2 separate regions of the Zea mays genome follow, and region 2 is linked to region 1. A link is a contact called in public Hi-C data. All regions are on one chromosome and are shown on one strand. Each heading gives the region's core, a stretch centred on a gene start, on an enhancer-like site or on the middle of the called end of the contact. The rest is flanking DNA. Distances are from core to core; before and after follow the strand shown.

Region 1 (5,013 bases), core at 1,238-3,737:
CGGCCTGTTAGTGATGGGGGGCCAGGGTTTGAGGGTTTTCTCGACCGGGACCATGTTTCTGTCTCTTCTTAATATAATACCGGGAGGGCGGTCTTTCCCTCCCCGGCCGAGTTTTTATATGACTACGCTTACAAGGAAAGTTCAGTGAGACTGCATCCCCTTTATATATACACACATGGCATATCTCACAGAAATAGCCTTTGCCATGCTCTAGCATAGCACAATTCAAAACAAGATTGTTAGGATCGGATAGAATTAGGATGCGAACTGTGGTCAAGGACTCAAGGATCAACCATAAAAAAGCCTTAACTCCCTCATAATTTATCACGATCAAATCATTCCAAAAGTCATATATATCCATTATTATTTAGGATCGGAATCCTATGCAAGATCTTACCGATATGGGATTATATGAAACTTCTATGTAGGATAGGGTGCTATACAATTTCGGATGCATGGTGGGTTCAGTATCGTTTTGGCTTGATAGATCATAGTATAAGGTTCTAGGATCCACATTGATATACCTAACAACCTTGATCCTAAATGAAGAATTAGGATAGCAGTTTATCGCCTCAAATAACAGCACTAAGGTAGCACACTTAGTTAGAGGATTCCATTGACACATGTACCTGAGGGAGTTGTTTTTCCGTATTTCTATAGTCCCTGATACAGGATACAACTTACAACTACTGATGACGATCTCTGTAGTGAAAGAGCCTCTAGCTGAGTTGGTTAGGTGGTCTGAGTAGCACTCATCAGGTCTTGGGTTCAACTCCCCGTATGAGCGAATTTCAGTGGTTAAAAAAATCCCCAGGTCGTTGTCGTTCTCACATGGGCTATGGTGCCGCTGTGTATGGATTGGGTAGAGGTCCGGGTTTTTCTCGACCTGTGTGAAGTCTTCTTCTTAATACAATGCCTGGGGTTGTCTTACCCCCCCAGTGTTATTAAAACTACGTTTAAACGATGTTTAAACTACGTTTAAATGTCAAAACTTTAATTAGAGATTGAAACCGCGTTTTGGCGTTCTAAACTGTAAAACACAGTGTTTTATGCATTTTAGACCGGTTAGCTACTTTTGGGCTCAGTCTATTAGTTACTTTTGAGGTTCAATCCAGCTCATGGGTGAAGTTTTGGTAAGCCACTAACCTCTCTATTTTGGTATTTAACTTCATATTATTGTCTGAAATAATGATGTATTGGTATTTTTCCTGTGTTGTTTAAAACTACGTTTAAACTTTGTTTAAACGTTTAAAAGTCAAAATTCACCCATGAGCGTTCCAACTTTTTACCGTTTTAATAACCTTGTTACCCCCCCCCCCCCTACCCCCGCAGGTCGAGTTTTTTTTATGACGATCTCTATTATACCACATTGGGTCTCCATTAGAATCCTATAACCTTTGTAGTCTACTTCAATATCAAACAAACAATATAGTATTTCATGAACTGTTTGAGAAATGGGGGAAAAACATGTCTTTGCTATTTGGTGAGAGGATCGTCTTTCCTCAATTTTACTTGTTTTCTAACAGATTTGATACAAATCTCAAGTGTTGGCTGTCGCAGCTTGGTAGCACATTTGTTTTGGGTACAAAATGTCACAGGTTCAAATCCTGTCATCCCTACCTATTAATTCTCTCTTCGTTATGAGTAGGTAGTGGGGAGATCGATTAAAGTTGTTGTAGGTAATTACATGAGAGCAGTTAACAAGGCCCCTTGCAAACAGTTGGAATTTCCATGTGATCCACAACTTGGCTAGTTAATAAATATTCATTGCGTAAAAAATTAAGAACTATTGACAACTCCCCACAGAAGGTACTATCTTTGCCAAAGATAAAGATAAACAGACAGTCAGGGCATTTACTTGGCTCGAAAATAGAACATATATTTTTTGTTTTATTTGAACAACACCAGATCGCGAAAAAAAGGATTCCAATGAAATTGCACCATAACTCCATTCATTCTAAGCCACTTATGGATCACCTGATACCAAACCATTACATTCACAGGTAGACCCAGAGAAAATAATCGAATAAGTACTAGGTGGGAGAAAATGGAGGCTCTCTCCTATCAATCCCACAAATTAGCGCGGAGGATTACCTGAGGAAGCCATTAAGACCCAGAAACCTGGAGGATTTGCACTGAATCGACCAGGGGACGGCGGGTAGCTCGCGGCTACTGAGAGTAAATCCCCGTTCCCTTTTCCGATGCTTTCTCAGCGGCAAATCACGCGCCAGAAAAAATTCCGGACAGGCTCGATGGTCCCGAGCCAACCCCCACCTCGTGGCACGCCGCGCTTCGCTGGGTACGACCTAGGCCACCGCCCTCGCGCCCCGCCGGCGAGCAAGCGAGCAGCGCGTGGGACCGAGACGTGGACGGCCGCCGAGAGCGCGCTCGAGATGCGGCTGGGGAGCGAGGGGGAGAAACGAAACGGGAGTACGAAACGAGATTGTTCGAGGCGCGCAGGGTGCCACGGTTGCGGGTTGCGGCCTGCCGGCTGCTGAGTGCTGACGTAGCCGTCCCGCCCGCCTCAATTATCTGTGGACCGGGTCCCGCCCCGTGATCCAACGGACGGCGTGGCCCGCCTGCGAACGGACAGCATCGAGAGGCGTCAATTCCTCAATGGGTCAGCGGCACGGCATTTGCCATTTTTCTTTTTAAGGCTAGTTTCAAAATCTCGTTTTTTAAAATGATTTTATTTTACAAAGTTAAATGAAAATCATTAGGTAAAATAGAGTTACTAAACTAGTCATTATTCATTTTCCTTTTTCGGCTAGATAGGGCAGCATGGCGGTAACCTCCTGCGCGGCCTCGTCGCATCCGCGGCAGCGAACCCTAGCTCCGCCAGCTGCCGACCTGTCATGACTGAAGATGCAGCCTAAAGTGGATCTGTGGGAAATGGGAGTGGCACGAGAGGATGGTCGAATAAGGTCAGTCAGGCAATTTCTATTTCGCTATTATGGAGTTGGTAATCGAGTCTGTAATGGAGTTGTGGGCTGCTTAGGCCGTATTAGTGTCATCTTGGGTCGTAAATAATAGGTCAGGGGAGTTGATGGTGTGCCTATATATATTGTACTCGGCGTCTTGTGCCAGACATGCTGTCGGCGTTTCGAGACCGGGGGGTCCCTGGGCCGACGAGTGAAATGTCGCCGCGTGCCCCAGCCCAGATGGGTCGGCGCGAAGGGGGGAGAAAGGTGGCCGAAGACGGGCGTGAGAGAGGTGGAAATCCCGCGACCTTCGTGTTCGTCCCGCGCCCAGGTCGGGTGCGCTTGCAGTAGGGGGTTACAAGCGTCCACGCAGGAGAGGGAGCGAGCGGCCTCGCACGAGCGCCTGTCTCGTCCTCGTCCCCGCGCGGCCAACCCTCTGTAAGAGGGCCTGGTCCTTCCTTTTATAGGCGTAAGGAGAGGATCCAGGTGTACAATGGGGGGTGTAGCAAAGTGCTACGTGTCTAGCGGAGGAGAGCTAGCGCCCTAAGTACATGCCGTCGTGGCAGCCGGAGAGGTTTTGGCACCCGGTTCATGTGGTGTCGTGGCCGTCGGAGGAGCGTTGGAGCCTGGCGGAAGGACAGCTGTCGGGGCTGTCGAGTCCTTGCTGACGTCCTCTTGCTTCTATAAGGGGGCTGAGAGTCGCCGTCGTCACAGAGCGTGCGGGGCGCCATCATTGCCTATCTAGCGGAGCGAGCCAGATGGGACGCCGGTCTTGTTCCCCGTAGCCTGAGTCAGCTTGGGGTAGGGTAATGATGGCGCCTCCTGTCGACGTGGTCGGTCCGCGCCCTAGGTTGGGCGATGTGGAGGCTCCTCCGAGGTCGAGGTCGAGTCTGTCTTCCGCGGCCGTGGTCGAGTCCGAGCCCCTAGGTCGGGCGAGGCGGAGACCGTCGGCTGAGGCCAGGGCTGAGTCCGAGCCCTGGGGTCGGGCGAAGCGGAGTTCGTCGTCCTCTGGGGCTGAGCCCAAGTCCGAGCCCTGGGTCGGGCAGAGCGGAGTTCGCCGTCTTCCGGGGCCTAGCCCAAGTCCGAGCCCTGGGTCGGGCGGAGCGGAGTTCGCCGTCTTCTGGGGCTTAGCCCAAGTCCGAGCCCTGGGTCGGGTGGAGCGGAGTTCGCCGTCTTCAGGGGCTTAGCCCGAGTCCGAGCCCTGGGTCAGGCGGAGCGGTGTTCGCCGTCTTCCGGGGCTTAGCCCAAGTCCGAGCCCTGGGTCGGGCGGAGCGGTGTTCGCCGTCTTCCGGGGCTTATCCCGAGTCCGAGCCCTGGGTCGGGCGGAGCGGTGTTCGCCGTCTTCCGGGGCTTAGCCCGAGTCCGAGCCTTGGGTCGGGCGGAGCGGAGCTTCCTATGGTGCCTGAGGTCGGGCTTGACTGCATGTCAGCCTCACTCTGTCAAGTGGCGCTGCAGTCGGTGCGGCACAGGCGGCGCTGTCCTTCTGTCAGGTCGGTCAGTGGAGCGGCGATGTGACTGCGGTCACTTCGGCTCTGTCGACTGAAGGGCGCGCGTCAGGATAAAGGTGTCAGGCCACCTTTACATTAAATGCTCCTGCGATTTGGTCGGTCGGCGCGGCGATTTGGTCAGGGTTGCTTCTTGGCGAAGACAGGGCCTCGGGCAAGCAGGAAGTATGTTCGTCGCTAGAGGGGGGCCTCGGGCGAGACGGAGATCCTCCGGGGTCGGCTGCCCTTGCCCGAGGCTAGGCTCGGGCGAGGCGTGATCGAGTCCCTCGAATGGACCGATCCCTGACTTAATCGCACCCATCAGGCCTTTGCAGCTTTGTGCTGATGGGGGTTACCAGCTGAGAATTAGGAGACTTGAGGGTACCCCTAATTATGGTCCCCGACAGTAGCCCCCGAGCCTCGAAGGGAGTGTTAGCACTCGCTTGGAGGCTTTCGTCGCACTTTTTTGCAAGGGGACCAGCCTTTCTCGGTTGCGTTTTGTTCCGGTGGATGCGCGCGAGCGCACCCGCCGGGTGTAGCCCCCGAGGCCTCGGAGGAGTGGTTTGACTCCTCCGAGGTCTTAATGCCTTGCACAATGCTTTGGCTGG
Region 2 (5,610 bases), core at 1,908-4,407, 280 kb before region 1:
CAAGTGGGTTGCAGCCAATGTGTCCAAACTTCCAGCTGAATTGTTGCTTTCTAGTGGCCGATCGTCCTTTGCAGACCTTCTCTAGAGCTCTTCAATCCTTCCTCCTAAGATCCATGCTAATTTTTTCAAGCAACGAAATGACTGGTAGGCAATCTCAGGCTCGCTCATTGTTGTGTAGTTTCCGGTAGTTCGTTCACCATTGAAATGAAACATGGATGAAACACACACACACACTCAATGAGAAGTTTCATTCTATAGTTTTATAGACATTTAATTTTAATGACTCATAAATAGTTCGTAATTGTGCTAAGAGAGTTATCTCTTAAACACGTTGTCATATCATCAACTACGCTTATGTGGCGACTTGTTAAATGGAAATAGAACTCCCACGGAGAGTAGCCTTACTGTTTTCCAGAAAATTTATTCGTTTTTTGAACAAAAAATGTTTTTATTGAGTCATTAAACAAACATGGAGCAGTGTGTGACACCACCGGACTCTGGGATTCCTTGTTTTTTTGGGTGGGTAGTCCCAACTCCCGAAAACTCGAGCAGATTAGAGCGAAGTGGGAGAGCACACAACTTGCTATTTTTTCAGAATATTTAACGAAAAATGTTGTTATTGAGTCATTAAACAAACAGAGTGGTAGTGCGTGACACCACCTGAATTTCGGTACATTAGCCTGTGGAAAAAGACAAGTGCTATTAGGTGTGACACACCTGAATTAGTACGTTCTCAAATACTACTTTTTGCTTACTTACAATTGCATAAAAGCCAGAAATTCCAGGGAATTGGATTAAGAAAACGAAGTTATGATATTACTCCTTTTTTTTGTTGGTGCAGTTAGATGAAGCTGCACCAATGTTGGCAGGGTTGAGTGAGCCCATTGTTGTTGCCAAAGTTAATGCTGATAAATACAGGAAACTTGGATCAAAATATGGAGTTGAGTAAGTTCTTGCCTGAAAGTATTTTGGTTTCGCTGGAGAGTAGATATTCTTAGATTGGATGCCTAATGCTTATTAGTTCCTAAATGCAGTGGGTTCCCTACCCTCATGCTTTTTATCCACGGTGTTCCAATTGAATACACTGGTTCGAGGAAGGCTGATCAGCTTGTCCGCAATCTGAAGAAGTTTGTTGCGCCAGATGTTTCTATCCTTGAGTCAGACTCTGCGATAAAGAACTTTGTTGAGAATGCTGGTACAAGCTTTCCTATGTTCCTTGGTTTTGGGGTGAATGACTCATTGATTGCTGAATATGGAAGGAAATACAAGAAAAGAGCATGGTTTGCTGTTGCTAAAGATTTCTCTGAGGACGTCATGGTAGCCTATGAATTTGACAAGGTTCCGGCGCTAGTTGCAATCCATCCAAAGTATAAGGAACAAAGCTTGTTCTATGGCCCATTTGAAGGTAATTGTTATCCCTTTCTTGTGTTCGTTCATGGCTTTTTTTTTCTATGTCGATTCTTAGTTTGAGAAGTAATTTCAGGCACCATGTATTGTCTTATGGTCGTTTAATATACCATACATAGCCATGTTGATTTCCCCATAACGCCATAGCTGATGGTGTTGTTTTTTGGATATAGAAAATTTCTTGGAAGATTTTGTACGACAATCCCTTCTCCCTTTGGTTGTCCCAATCAATACAGAGACGATAAAAATGTTGAATGATGATCAGAGGAAAGTTGTTCTCACAATTTTGGAGGATGATTCAGATGAAAATTCTACACAGCTGGTAAAGATTTTGAGATCTGCTGCTAGCGCAAACCGTGATTTGGTGTTTGGATATGTTGGAATCAAGCAATGGGATGAGTTTGTGGAGACTTTTGATGTTTCCAAAAGCTCACAGCTGCCAAAGCTACTTGTGTGGGATAGAAATGAGGAGTATGAGCTCGTAAGTACAGTATCCTCAGTAATTAATTCTATTTTCTAATACCACCATCCATATAAAGTGTTACTGGCATGTTTCTGACTAATGATGCAAAAGTTTTTCTATCAATAAAGGTATTGCTTTTATAGGTTCCTGTTTGTTGACCCTCATAATTCCCTGAGAAAGTTAATACTTGATTAAGAAAGAAACTGCTACCATCTCTCCGATAATCATCAAATAAGAATTTGTTATTTTCTGGGATTGAATTAAAATGGTTCTTGGTGAAGGTGGATGGTTCAGAGAGATTAGAAGAAGGTACTGACCAAGCATCTCAAATAAGCCAATTTCTTGAGGGATACAGAGCAGGAAGAACAACAAAGAAGAAAATTAGCGGCCCTTCTTTCATGGGTTTCCTGAATTCTCTGGTCAGCTTGACCTCGCTGTACATCCTTATATTCGTCATTGCCCTTCTGTTTGTCATGGTGTACTTTGCTGGGCAAGATGATACTCCACAGCCAAGACGAATTCATGAAGAGTGATGGAAGCTTGGGGAGCTTCTTGCACCTGAAGTGTAAAGATGGCTAATGTACCAGGAGATGTAGCTCAGAGGTTATAGATTTCAAACTTTCAACGGACGCAAGTCTTGAAGAGTGGATTTGGCTATTGATGCTGAGATTCTTCAATTTCTATTGGCCACACCAACTTCTACATCCTGCCTATTTATGTTTCTGTTTTGTGCCCTTCAATTTGTTCTTTAATTTAGAGCTTAGAAATTAGCCTCTGCCTGTGTATTTTAGAAATTGTCCATTCCAGAGTCCATTTCTGTGAAAATATATTTATTATCATACTCTGCTACTGAACGTTTGTACAATTAATACATGATGTATAGACTGTTCTGGTGCTATGGTACTCGCTAGTTGTGAAGTTGTCACCAAAAAGTAAAACAAAACAAATCATTAGTTGTTAGATAGCTAATAAGTTATTAGCTAGGTTGAACTAGCTAACAACTAATAACTATTTGAGAGATATAACTAATCATTAGTTGGTCTATTAGTTGATGTGTTATAAACCTCTCGGCTAATTTTAGACGCTAAATATTAGTTTTATAGGTTTAGAAACAAACACCTTAATAGGTTTGTTTTGTCGTTATTTCTCGTCTACATAATTATTTTTATAATTAAACTATATTTAATATTTATAATAAGCACCAAACATTAATATAACAGTGATTAGATTTTAGTTGGTGAATCTAAAGACACCCTAAAAATATTGTCCGACCCGTTTTCAGCCTACACCGCGCCCTGCTTATCCAGAAACAGACACCGCCCTTCCTATGCGAGCGGTCCACGCCGCCGAACCCTAGATCCAACGAACCATACGGCTCAAGACCTCCTCCCCTCGCGTTCACCAAACACCGCCGCACACTTCTAAAAAAGTTCCGCAGGAAACGCGGCCCGCAGCACGCCCTTTCCCCACCTCGATCTCGCGCTAGGTTTTCGCCACACCGCTCTCGTCCTCCGCGAAGATGCCGAAGAACAAGGGTAAGGGAGGCAAGAACCGGAAGCGTGGAAAGAACGAGGCTGACGACGACAAGCGCGAGCTCGTCTTCAAGGAAGACGGGCAGGAGTATGCGCAGGTGACCCGGATGCTCGGCAACGGGCGGTGCGAGGCCACCTGCGTGGACGGCACGCGTCGCCTCTGCCATATCCGGGGCAAGATGCACAAGAAGGTGTGGATCGCGGCCGGGGACATCGTCCTCGTCGGCCTCCGCGACTACCAGGACGACAAGGCCGACGTCATCCTCAAGTACATGAACGACGAGGCGCGCCTGCTCAAGGCCTACGGGGAGCTTCCCGAGACGCTCAGGCTCAACGAGGGCGTCGACGTCGATGGGCCCGAGGAGGGCGAGGAGAACGGCGACTACAACTACATCCAGTTCGAGGACGAGGACATCGACAAGATCTAAGAATTCTGTCTCTCCTTCCTTCCGGCACATTTTATTATTATTATGGGATTCCTTTTCGCCTTCCGGCTAATTTAATATTATGTGACTTGCGTTTTAGTACGCGGTGGTGGACTGGTGGTATGGTTTAGGCGGGCTGTTATGAATTCGCTCGCAATCCTGATAGGATCTGAGGTGGTTAAATAATCGCGGAACGCTGATAATCTCGTTTTAAATCTGGCGCATGCTGTTGCAAGATGTTCTATACTAGTTGTTATTCTGGATTGTGTTATATTGATTGGGGTTTGAGTTGCTAGGTATACCCAGTTTTTATTGTTCCTAATACTTTCGAAACGTAGTGAAGTTCTGACGCATTCAAAATCTAAAATCCAAACAATCATACTGCTCGATTCATTGATTTTCATACAAAAAGAGGGTTTATTTGCCCTTTTTTTAGTTATACACAGATATTGCAGGGTGCATCAAATTAGTTGGTAAAGGGCTGGTCTTTTTGAACAGCGATGGGATTCTTACTCCATAGATGCTCTCCATTTCCATGTCCATCAAATTAGTAGGTTCGGTTTCTTTAGTCCTTGTTGTTTTGCAACAAGTTAGACTGAGATGTGTAGTTCCTTGCCTACAAAAAAAAGTTTGTAATTTTCAAGCATATTTTATTTCGATGATTTTGAAACTACATGACTTCTAGATGTAACTAGTAATAGTCTAACATCTTGCATTGTGAGGGACTGTTTGTAAATGCAGTTTTGAAATACTGTAATTTTGAAATACCACAGTTTACAATTATACATAACACAAATACTACGGTTTTACTTTACCACAGTAAAACCATAGTATTGCTCAAAACCGGCCATGTAGGGCGACCAACCAAACAGGCCATCCAAGTCAACCTCCCGGCCGGATCGGCCAGGCTGCCTCCCAGCTGGTTTTGGCTGCTGGAGTTCGTTGCCTCGCCATTGTTTCACACTCTGCTCTTTATTTTTCCGCTAATTCCTCCTCCAACCTTTTTCTGTTATGTCAGTTGAGTACTCAGTAGCAATACATCTAGCTAGTCTCTTGGACAATACATTGGCGCGAGGGGGTATATCCTTCGTATAACATAATTAAACTTGAGTTACACCGGTTAGAAGAGTGCGGCTGTATTTCTTTCTCAAACCAACAACAGTTTTGAGTCCTATTCACTCACTTATTTTGTGGCTATTTTCGTAATTTATTCACATTATATCATAATGAAAATATCAAATTAACACCTCGGTCTGACACGGTTAATAGTCTGACAAGCCGCTGCTACGCGGGCTATCCCAACAAAGCCCGACTAACTAGACGGGTTTAAAGGGGCCGCTAAGATTAGATCTACTAGTTTACTCATCATTTTTCTCGTCTTAGAGCAACTCCAAAAGAATGTGTAAACTAATCCTAAAACAAATATTAGTCAAGAATAGTTGTTTTTCTTACTTCAACAGCTCCCTCATTCTTGCCCCCAAAAAATTAGCGTCCTGCATCCACAGTCTCCTCTCCCTCATATTTTGGTGTGTTCTATCTCTCACCAATCCATTCATCAACGTATCATATCATTCACGGCCTCCCGACGACTGTACAGATTGCGCCACATGTCATAATTAAAGAAACTGTTGGAGTACCCATCATAATTCACTCTTAGAGCATCTCCAAAAGGAAATACAAAATTATTCGTCAAAAACTGATTATGGGGGACATACTAAATCTTTTTCATGGTGTAAACAAAGTATAGCTCCATCAGTTCACGCAAAAACGAACGCTCAAACAA

The links. Hi-C and Micro-C count contacts between places; a contact is called where the count stands out from the background.
Region 2: a contact with region 1 is called in a Hi-C map of endosperm, with 2.7 times the contacts expected there. The contact joins the promoter of LOC100273317 here to the promoter of LOC100285517 in region 1. A contact is called at or near these places in 5 of 25 Hi-C or Micro-C datasets (bundle sheath, ear, endosperm and 2 more).

What each region holds. Positions count from the first base shown.
Region 1 is chr10:119,634,471-119,639,483 of Zm-B73-REFERENCE-NAM-5.0, reverse strand. LOC100285517 reads right to left here and starts at 2,487. Exons shown (of 11, transcript NM_001279566.2): 1 at 2,095-2,487. The coding sequence starts at 2,107.
Region 2 is chr10:119,909,615-119,915,224 of Zm-B73-REFERENCE-NAM-5.0, reverse strand. It overlaps LOC100273317, which reads left to right and starts at 3,157. Exons shown (of 1, transcript NM_001147758.2): 1 at 3,157-4,039. The coding sequence starts at 3,390. The coding sequence ends at 3,830. LOC606478 (protein disulfide isomerase11) reads left to right here. Exons shown (of 5, transcript NM_001112333.1): 2 at 842-945; 3 at 1,035-1,405; 4 at 1,581-1,888; 5 at 2,152-2,768. The coding sequence ends at 2,403.